2 separate regions of the Sus scrofa genome follow, and region 1 is linked to region 2. A link is a contact called in public Hi-C data. All regions are on one chromosome and are shown on one strand. Each heading gives the region's core, a stretch centred on a gene start, on an enhancer-like site or on the middle of the called end of the contact. The rest is flanking DNA. Distances are from core to core; before and after follow the strand shown. Region 1 has its middle 24 kb from the start of SMTN. Region 2 holds the start of MORC2 (MORC family CW-type zinc finger protein 2).

What was found. Hi-C and Micro-C count contacts between places; a contact is called where the count stands out from the background.
Region 1: a contact with region 2 is called in a Hi-C map of liver, with 3 times the contacts expected there. The contact joins the enhancer-like site here to the promoter of MORC2 in region 2. A contact is called at or near these places in 3 of 5 promoter capture datasets (fetal liver and liver), 7 of 47 Hi-C or Micro-C datasets (embryonic fibroblasts, epiblast stem cells, fetal liver and 2 more) and 2 of 2 datasets of contacts at active chromatin or transcription factors (alveolar macrophages and skeletal muscle).

What each region holds. Positions count from the first base shown.
Region 1 is chr14:47,853,023-47,858,399 of Sscrofa11.1, reverse strand. No RefSeq gene overlaps it. Among named protein-coding and RNA genes, the nearest start is that of SMTN, 24 kb to the left of the region's middle. Within about 2 kb of position 3,944, at least 21 of the 83 cell types and tissues checked have an H3K27ac peak or open chromatin away from gene starts, as enhancers often do. A contact at or near this core is called in fetal liver, liver and skeletal muscle, where this site is marked.
Region 2 is chr14:47,798,943-47,803,900 of Sscrofa11.1, reverse strand. It overlaps MORC2 (MORC family CW-type zinc finger protein 2), which reads left to right and starts at 3,469. Exons shown (of 26, transcript XM_005670853.3): 1 at 3,469-4,958. It also overlaps LOC100525309.

The DNA of each region.
Region 1 (5,377 bases), core at 2,695-5,194, 54 kb before region 2:
CATATGTTAGTTCCCGGATCAGGGATTGAATCCAAGCCACAGTTGCAACCTCCACCACAGCTGTGGCAATGCCAGATCCTTAGCCCACTGCACTGGGCAGGGAATCAAACCCATGCCTCCACAGCAATCCAAGCCACTGCAGTCGGATTCTTAACCCACAGTGCTACAGGGGGGACTCAATTTTTTTTTTCCACATCCGAGGCATATGGGAATTCCTGGGCCAAGGAATTGAACCCGCACCACAGAAGGAACCTGAGCCACAGCAGTGACAACATTGAATCCTTAAGCCACATGCCATCAGGGAACTCCCATAGATGAGTTTTAAGTGGGTAAGAAGCAACATGATTCAATTGGCCAGGTAACTTGGCTGTGATGTAGAGATTGGAGCAAACCTGGAAAAAGCAAAAGAAAAGTCTGTAGTGTCAATTTTTTTGTTTGTTTTTGTTTTTTTTACAGCTGCATCTGGGCATAGGGAAGTTCCCGGGCTAGGGGTCAAATCAGGGCTGCAGCTGCTGGCCTACACCACAGCTACAGCAATGCCTGATCCTTAACCCATTGAGGGAGGCCAGGGAGCAAACCTCTATCCTAATGGATATTATTATGCCTGGTTCTCAACCGCTGAGCCACAGCAGGAATTCCTCTAGTGAATGTCAACTTATTAAGATATATACTTAAAATTATTTCCCATGGAAAATTCCATCTAGAAGACAAACTACTAACTCTTCTTAATTGTTGCGAATACTGGTTTCCAAAGTACTTGTCTGCTTTGACTTCCTGAATCCCTTAAAAGTTTTCACAAGTGAAATAACGTGCTAGGCCTGGATCTGAGTTCTGAGGACATGCAGAATGCAGCAGCTCTAAGATTTCCCAAGGCATGATTTTTCTGCCTCTATACTTCATAGATGGGAATTTAAGGCCAGAGGAGGGGAAGGGGCAGCTCAGAGTGACCCAGTAAAATAGTGGCAGAGTGAGACTAGAACCGAGGGCTCTGTACTTTCCTTTCTCCAGGCAGTGAGGAAGGCAACGCGGATTCCCTCAAACCAGTCAAACATTTCCTTTCAGGAGGAGTGAGCCTTGACCTAGTGCTGTGAGCTCCCTCTGGGTCAGGAAGCTCTGCCTGCCCAGGATTTCCTGTGTGTGGGAAAGAAACAGGATGAGCAGATAAATCCTCTGAGGCTCATTTTTGAGTGCATGAAGACTTGTCTTTGGTGAGTCTGCAGTAGCCCTGGACAAGATGACCAACTTGTTGACATGTGTGTTTCTAAAAGCAAGCAAGGAAATTTCCCTGTGGCACAGTGGGTTAAGATCTGTTGCCACAGTTGTAGCACAGGCCTCAACTGCATTGCAGGTTCGATCCCTGGCCTGGGGACTTCCTCATGCGTGGGTGCAGCCAAAAAAAATTTTTTTTTTTTTTTTGTCTTTTGTCTTTTTGTTGTTGTTGTTGCTATTTCTTGGGCCGCTCCCACGACATATGGAGTTCCCAGGCTAGGGGTTGAATCGGACCTGTAGCCACCGGCCTATGCCAGAGCCACAGCAACGTGGGATCCGAGCCGCGTCTGCAACCTACACCACAGCTCACGGCAACGCAGGATCGTTAACCCACTGAGCGAGGGCAGGGACCGAACCCGCAACCTCATGGTTCCTAGTCGGATTCGTTAACCACTGCGCCATGACGGGAACTCCCCCAAAATTTTTTTAAATAAATAAAAGTAATAAAAAAAATGATGACCCTGTACCCATGAAAGACAAGTCCGGACATGGTAGGGGAGAGGAGCATAGGGCTTTGTCCCCCGCCCTTGGGAGCAGCCTTGGTTTCCTCCTCCCAGAAGCAGACTCTAAGACAAGTATTTAAATGCAAATAACCTATCTTGGAGGTGATTCCAGGGCATCTGCGCAGGGAAGGAAAGGGAAAGCTGGCAGTAAAGGAAACATTATTAAGTGGTGAGAAACCAAAGCTCAACCCTGCTAGGGAACTCTCACAAACAGGGTAGCGCAGCCTCACTTATCCCAATCAAAGAGCGAGGCAGCTGGGATATCCACCCACCAATTTCCCATCCTCTGCTAGTTAAGCGCTGAGGGAGGGGCGCCAATTCCGGCACTTCGGCTTGTCCGTGCGTAGGTCTGAGTGCTCCTGAGGCCAGAAGGCTTGAGCAGCTTTTGGTGAGTCGCTGAGATTGTCGGGGGGATGTGGGGTGGTGTCTGCTTCAGGGGCTGACCACTGATTGCTTTTCCGTTCAGAGGAAAAGGCAGACACAGGCCCAGGAGATGTACCTCCCTCTCCCTGTGTGAGGATACGGAGGGTGCCTACAGTGTAATGGTTGGGGTCTTTCGCCTGTCCAGGGCCCCCCAGGGGAACCATGGTGTGCTATGACACAGTCAACTAGTCAGCACAAATATCCAAGTCTTCCTTTTCCACACTCAACTAGACCACGTTTCCCACCCTCCCTTGAAGTTAGGAGGAGTCATGTGACTGATGCCAGCCAATGAAATGTGACCAAGAGAGACGTGTGAGGCTTAGGGCACAGAAACCTCCTAGGCACTGTCCTTTTTCTCTTTCCCTTTCCATCTCAACCTTGGAGGCCACGTGGTGCAGATGGTAGCCGGTCTTCAGTGGCCTCTGGAGGAAGATGGCATTGCGCAAATCACTGCACAAATCACTATTGTTAGCTCTGGAAAGGAAAAGGTCAAAGTGCCTTGAGCACTTACCCTGGTAATTCAGGCAGAGGAAACATAATGGACAAAGACCCTGAGGGAAGAAGAAGGAACCCAAAAGGAGCTAGCCACTACTGGAGGTAATGAGCAAGGGTGAGTGGCATGAGAGGAAGATGCATGATCCTGATACAAGATTCTTAGGCTTGTGGGAGGAATTTGATGTGTGTGCCCTGGTGCTGCCATGGAAGCCTCCCCACTCTCCCTGGGGACAAAGCAACAGTTTAAGGAACCAGACTGTAACCAGGAGGGCTGACCCTGGAAAATCAGAATTTGTGTGTTTAGACTTCCTGCTGTGGCTCAGTGGGTTAAGAACCTGACCGGTATTGATGAGGATGTGGATTCAATCCCTGGCCTTGCTCAGTGGGTTAAGGATCTGGCCTTGCCAAAAGCTGCAGTGTAGGTCCAGACGCAGCTCCCTCCTGTGTTGCTATGGCTGTGGCGTAGGCCAGCAGCTGCAGCTCTGAGTCAACCCCCAGGTCCAAGAACTTCCATATGCCTTGGGTGCGGCCCTAAAAAGAAAAAAAAAGAATTTGTGTGTTTGGCGTTCAGTGAGCCCCATGTTTGGAGTCCCCTGTCCCAGAGTCAGGGCCTCTTGATTGGTCTGCAGTGGGGGAGGGGCTTGTCTGTCTTCCAGTCACAGCCCAACCTCACCGCAGAGGACCATTTGTAGGTCACCTGGCCTGAATTTGATGAGTCTTGAAATCAAGTGGTTTATGACCTCTCCTGAGCTGGGTCCCTCTCATCCTACCCAGACAGATGACTCTGATATCAATGCTATAGGCTTTTTTTTTTTAATGGCCACGCCCATGGCGTAAGTAAGTTCCTGGGCCAGGGATTTGAATCCAAGCCACAGCCAAGTCCTGCACTGCAGCTGCAGCAACGCCAGATCTCCTAACCTGCTGTGCGAGGCCTGGGAGTGAACCCACACCTCTGTAGTGACCCAAGCTGCTACAGTTGGATTCCTAACCCACTGCACCACAGCAGGAACTCCTGCTATAGGCTCACCTGGAAACCTCACCACATTGTTTTGTTAAGTCTCTAGTAACTGACTTAATAATGAACTGTTGGGCCAGAGCTGCTAGCTTGACCTCATGGGCTGCCTTTCACTTGCCCAACCCCCTTCCCCAGAGCAGTGTCCTCTCGGGAAATGCACCCAACCCAGCTGCATCCGTGGGAAGGCCTGGCCCCCACATATCACCCTCCCGGCCCTGCTGAGGCCACAGGAAATGACCCTCTTAGAAGCCACGAACCAGAGTACAATGACAGAGGGACAGAAGCCTGTTTGTCCCAGCTAACTTGTCCCCTTGGGTGCATGCCAGCTGCTGGAAACACAAAACTGAAGATTCAGTGGGAAATATACATATATTTTTAAAACAATCTTTGGGCTTTAGCCAGCTTCTGAGCTCTGAGGGGTTTTGTTTTCTTTATTTGTGTTGTGTGTGAGAGAGAGAATGTGTGTGTGTGTGTGTGTGTGTTTAAAACATAGACACGACTCAGAATCAAAGAATCTAAGGTTTGAAAGGTCAGGTGTCCCACCCAAGCAGCAGGCCCCCTGGCGTCTGTCTTCTTGTGATGGGGTCCCTCCCTCTCCACCAGGCTGTTAATTGCATCCCTTAGCTCTGGCCACTGTCCCCACCCCATCTCCACTCACCACCTAGAATCCAGAGCTCTTCTCAAACCCAAATCAGGTCAGCCTTCTTGGCCAGCTCTGTCTCATTCTTCAGGTGTCACCTCTAATTCCACCTTCTCCAATGGGCTTCCAGGCTACTGTCTATGAAACAGCATCTCTCAATGGTACTCTCTCATAGTGCTGATCACACTTAACCCCTTCCAGAATGCTCTGTGTTTACATGTGCCAGGCACATAGTAGACACTCAATAAATGTTTGCTGGCTGGCTGAATGTTTTCCAGTGGTTGTTGCATTCAGAGTTGGCAGAGAGAATCCAGATTTCATTATATTCAAGTAATGTTTTTGGCTACAAACTGTGTGCCAACTGTGTGCCAGGGCTGGGAGGCCAGTCAGTCAGGAATTTGGCTCATTCATTTGTTCGTTCATTTGGAGGGGAGAGCCCTGAGTGTGTGGTGATTCAGTTTGGAGGTGCAGAGACCCATGAAAGCTTCACAGAAGAGGGGATTTCAGGTGGGCTTTCCATCAAAAGGGAAGCCAGGTGGGATGGGGGAGGACTGTTCGACTGGCAGGAAGAGCTTGAAGAGAGGTTTGGAAGTTGAAAACAAACTTATTTGGAAAAGGAAGAGAACTATAGGGTGTGGAGTTTAATTTACCACCATTTTGCATGCCCAGAGAAGGCAGGGACATGGTTTTTGTCTGGGACAGTGTGGGGGGACACTCCACCTTGTTTGTTTAGGCAATGAAGAGATGGATACGCATGTCTGAGGTGAGGGACAAAGCTGTTCTGTGGCTTGGAGGCCTTGAATGCTGTGCTAAGCAGTCTGGCTTTTCTCTATAGGCAACAGAGTCTAATAAAAAAATAATTTTGGGGGAGTTCCTGTCATGGCTTGGTGGTCAATGAATCCGACTAGGAACCATGAGGTTGTGGATTCGATCCCTAGCCTTGCTCAGTGGGTTGGGGATCTGGCGTTGCTGTGAGCTGTGGTGTGGGCCACGGATGTGGCTTGGATCCCACATTGCTGTGGCTGTGGTGTA
Region 2 (4,958 bases), core at 2,220-4,719:
CAAGACTAGAGGGGAGAGGGACAAAACAGATAACAAATGCTTGGAATTACAAACACAAGACTCTAACAATGGGGGCGGGACTGCTGTCAGTACATCAGCCACCTGATGGTACTAATTCTTGGCAAGCCTGGCTTAGAAGCTGACAGATGATAAATAGGGAGGAGGGAGTCTTAATATTAATAATCAGTGATGATAAGAACAGAGTTTTCTGGCAAAGACTGTTTCCTGACTCTTGAGGACAAACTGTCTTAGGGATGCAGCAAAAAGAAATTGTCCCAAGTCTCATGCTTTGGGGGACTAATTTGATTTTATTCAGGTTGCTGGGCAGTGGTTGGTGGGACAAAGAAGTGGTATGAGAAGTAAATTTAAGTTTATATACCAACACCCTTCTAAATGCCTTCTGCAAATTCTTATGACCTAGTACTTAACTTTCATTTTAAACAAGATTCATCTTGAGTGGAAGAGAATAAGGTATGCAGGGAATAAGGCCCTAGTCCTTGCACCCCTCTGTAATATCTTATACAACAAAAAATTTCTCTTTATGCTTGAGAACTCCCTAAATCATTTTAAAGCTAAAATTAAAAAATAATAAAGTGGAGTCCCGCTGTGGCTCAGCAGTAATGAACCCGACTAATATCCATGAGGATGCAGGTTTGATCCCTGGCCCTGCTCAGTGGGTTAAGGATCTGGCGTTGCTGTGAGCTGTAGTACAGGTGACAGATGCGGCTTGGATCTGGCGTTGCTGTGGTGTAGGCCAGCAGCTAGAGCTCAGAATCGACCCCTAACCTGGGAATTTCCATATGCTGTGGATATGGCTCCTAAAAATAAAAAAAAGATATATCATGGGATGGAGGAAGAAACATGGCCCATAACTAGGTTATCACACAGCAACTAAGCAAACCTATGAGTGCCTATTTTGAGATAGCCTGTTTTCTAAATTCCTTCTTTCTACCAAGTGCTTCATCATATATGGTAATATGTCTGGGCGAAGATTCCCCAGACGAGACCCTTGCTTTGAAGGGGCTTTCTATCTAGAAAGAGAGCTAATGCACATAAAAACTACTTTACAAGCTACTGTACACAAAGATAGATAAAAGGTATCTATCAAAATATATTTTTATTATTACTTATTTATTTAATTTTTTTTTGCTTTTTAGGACCACACCTGTGGCATATGGAGGGTCCCAGGCTAGGGGTCTAATCGGAGCTGTAGCCACCAGCTTACACCACAGCCACAGCCATGCCAGATCTGAGCCACATCTGCAACCTACACCACAGCTCACGGCAACGCTGGATCATAACCTGCTGAGCAAGGCCAGGGATTGAACCTGAGTGTTCATGGATGCTAGTCAGATTCATTTCCGCTGTGCCATAAAGGAAACTCCCTCAAGTTATAAAACAAAGATATTTCTGGCTTAAGAGTCTCATGGAGGAAAGAGCATCTGCGTTGGATACTGAAGAAACGGCAGAGCTTTGACAGTTGAAGAAGCAAAGGAAGGCATTTCAGGGTAGAGAGGAGGGTGTGAATGAAAGTGCAGAGACGGTACAGAATAAGGCATTTTGGAAAATGGCAAGTACCGTTTTTCACTTTGGATGGAGCGTCGCCAGAGTTTGCACCGAGGATCTGGCAAAAACTCAGGTCTCCGAATTCCCAGTAACAGCGCTGGTGGCAGTGCTTGCTCAGTCATTGTCTTTTCTCAAAGCAAGGACAAGAGTCCATAAATTCAAAAATAAAAAAATCCAGCTCCCAACTTCGTGTCACATCTTGATAATTCTTCCAGGTCCCAGATCCAGTTCTTGAAAATCTGAAGTCCACGCCATAACCACACTGAAAGACATCTGCTCCAGCTAGTGCAGAACGCTATGTAGTGAAACCCTTTCAACTTCCCATCCTGGATATCTTATGTTTGTCAAAGAATTTCAAGCTTTGAGTTCCAGTTGGTTTTTTTCCTCCTTTCTCCTGAGGAAAGCATTTTATCACCAGTCTTAAGATTCTTTTGAGGTACATCCAGATTTAATTACAAAAGAGCTAAAAGACCAACACAGTTTTCTCCAAAACAGTCATTTCTCTGGAATTGAGATCATTTGTCTCTGCCCTCTAGGTAAAGGGAATAGTCAATTGATTTCCAGACATTTGTATGAAATAGCAGAACCGGCTAACACCTAACAGACAAAATACACTTAAAAGTGTTTGCGTTTGCTTGCTTAGAGCTGTACCAATGGTAAGCACCACTCCACAAAATGAAAATGTTTGAAAGCCAACTGTTCAAACATTTCTATAGTGTTTGCTGGATAACTGCCTGATATTTGATAAAAGCAGCTGACAATTAACAAAGAAGCAAAAACTGGCATTTTGGCCATCTTAGTAACACACTTGCAAGCAAATAGAATACAAAGCAGACCAGAAAAAATTTAAGGTTGAAACACTTTCAATCTGATTTTGAGGTTCAGCAGAAAATTCTAACAAAACTTCTCAGAAAACGTTAACCTTCAATTAATAAAGACTCAACCCCCCAAACATTTTCAAGAATTCCATGCCTGGTTCAGTCTGTTCTAGTGAGCCAGCTTGCTAAAAATCCACCTGCACCATTAATTAGTTGGACTTGGCAGCACCATTTAAAAATAAGCCTGCTCACTACCAACCACACAGACTAGGAATATAAAATAGGGGAAAGTAACGGATGGCAACCATGGTCATAGAAAATGGTCAATGAAGAGTCAGAAAGGTAGTCAGGCACCAGAAAAAAAAAAGTTGTTGGGCCAAAGATTAAATAAGCTTCTTGATACTAGAGAACATATCCATGCCCAGTTTTAGCTGCTTTATGCTGGGTGCCACTGTACCTTTAAGCATCAGTCACCCTTTAGGCAACCCATGGTGAAAGAACTCAAAATAGAAGCCAAGAAGTGGAGTGTTGTTACCACGAATATCCACTATGCACAGAACAGCTCACATATCTCAGGGATTCAAACAGGGGCTTCGAATTGGTTGTGAAGGGTCCCAAATGACATCTGGCCTCAGTTTCCTCCTTGTGACAAAGGAAATGTGGTTCTTAATTCTTCTGGGTCACAGCCCCCAATGAAAACTTGCTGGCGATGGCTTCTCATTCTCTAAAATGCACATTCCCCCTAATTTCTGCATACAATTTCAAGGAGTTTGGGGATCTCCACCTCCAATCCAAGGTTTCCAGGTTCAAAATCCAAGGATTGGGCAATTTCTAAGTTTTCTTACAACTCCAAAAAAAAAAAACCAAAAAACAAAAAACCAAGCCATTACGAACAATAATCATCCCTTACATACAGCGACGCTTTACAGTTTACAAAGCGCTTTCAATCCCACAAACATTGATGGAGAAGGAGGAAACTGAGGCGCAGATAAATTACAGAGTGACTTGCCTAAGGTCACTCGGCCAGCTGGTGGTTAGGCCCGGAAGCAAACCCAGCTCTTCCGACTCCGGAGCTTGTCTCTCCACCCCGGAGCGGCCTCCAGCGCTCCCGCCCCTCACTAAGGCGGCATAAGGAGGAAAAGACAAAGTAGAAAGCCCACCACCAACCATCCCCCGGCTCCCTCCTGTCCCCCCAATTGGGTCCTTGCAGGCCCCGAAGGGTGGTGCCAGGCCTCCAGGCCGGCCCCGGCCACCCCAGCTTCCCCGGCCGTGCCAAATCCCGCCGCCGCCGCCGCCGCCGCCGCCGCCTCCCCAGGAGCGGGGCGGAGCAACTGCCCGCCGCCGCCGACCACCCGGACGACTCCTCGTCGGATAGCAAACGCATAGGCCGCCGCCCGAGTTCTGCGTACGAGAAGAAAGACGCGGCGCGAACGCCAACGGCCACCGGGCGCGCGCCGTGGCGGCCGGGCCTGCGCCCCAAGAGCTGGATGCCAGAGCAGGAGAAAGAGCCGCCAACCGATCGCTCGATCGACCGCGCGCCCGCTCCTTCGCCCTACCAGACCGGGGAGGGGGGGAGGGCGCGCCAGGGCTTCTTCGAGTTAGGGGCCTGACTCCCCGGCGACGAGACAAGATGGCTCCTCCGGTCCGCGCCGCAGCTGCCGTCCCGGCTGCGTCGCTCGGCCCGCCCCCGGTACTGTTTCTTTAAATGGCGGAGAGGGTCAAGAAAGCAGGAAGAGAGGCGCGCTCACTCACGTGACAGGGGAGGGCCCAGCTAACAAGATCCGGTCACGTGGAGACACGCTACCTACCAATCAGAAGGCGTCGCATCAGAGCGGGGGCGGGAGGATCTGCGGCTCTGTGATTGGCCGAATACGCCGCGGAGGCCTCGGGGGCTTGGGGCGTCGGGGAGTGCGCGAGGCGGCCCGGGCTGTGTGCACTAGCGGAGACAAAGCGCTGGCTGAGGTGGCAGAGACGCCAGCGATAGCAGCGGCGGAGGAGACCTAGACGCCGAATTTTGTGGTGTTGAGTCCGGTCACCATATCATCCAGCGCAGTGCGGGCTGTGGTCTCGCGGCGGCGGTGGCGGCAGCGGCGGAGGCGGAGGCAGCACATGGTTCCAAGAGCGCGCTGCGGTTGTTGGGTTCCAATTCCGTGGGGAGGGACAAAGGCAGCTGCAGCTGTGAGCGCAGGGCAACGCCCGCTCGGGTAGTGTACTCGTCACTGCCCTCAATCCGGGCCTTGAAAGCTGGGACTATCTTCTCTATGTGAGGAGGAGAACACGGGACCGAGCGCCTGAGAGGCTGAGGCCGCTGTCTGAGGGAAGTGGGGGAGGGGCGCAACTCGCCTGAGTTGATTTGGGCGGGTCAGGTCTGAGGCGACTTAATGGGTCTGTGTGAGGTAATTTGACCCACTACCCTGAGGAAAGTGGGACGGACCTCAGGCTAGGTTTGGTCCAGGCTTTGAAAAACAGAAATCGGTCTTCAGCGCTTTGGAAATCTTTCATTTGGGAGGTGGTGAAGCCGGAACTAACGCCATATGCACTCCATCAACAACATGGTCGCCAGTCTGGGGCTTC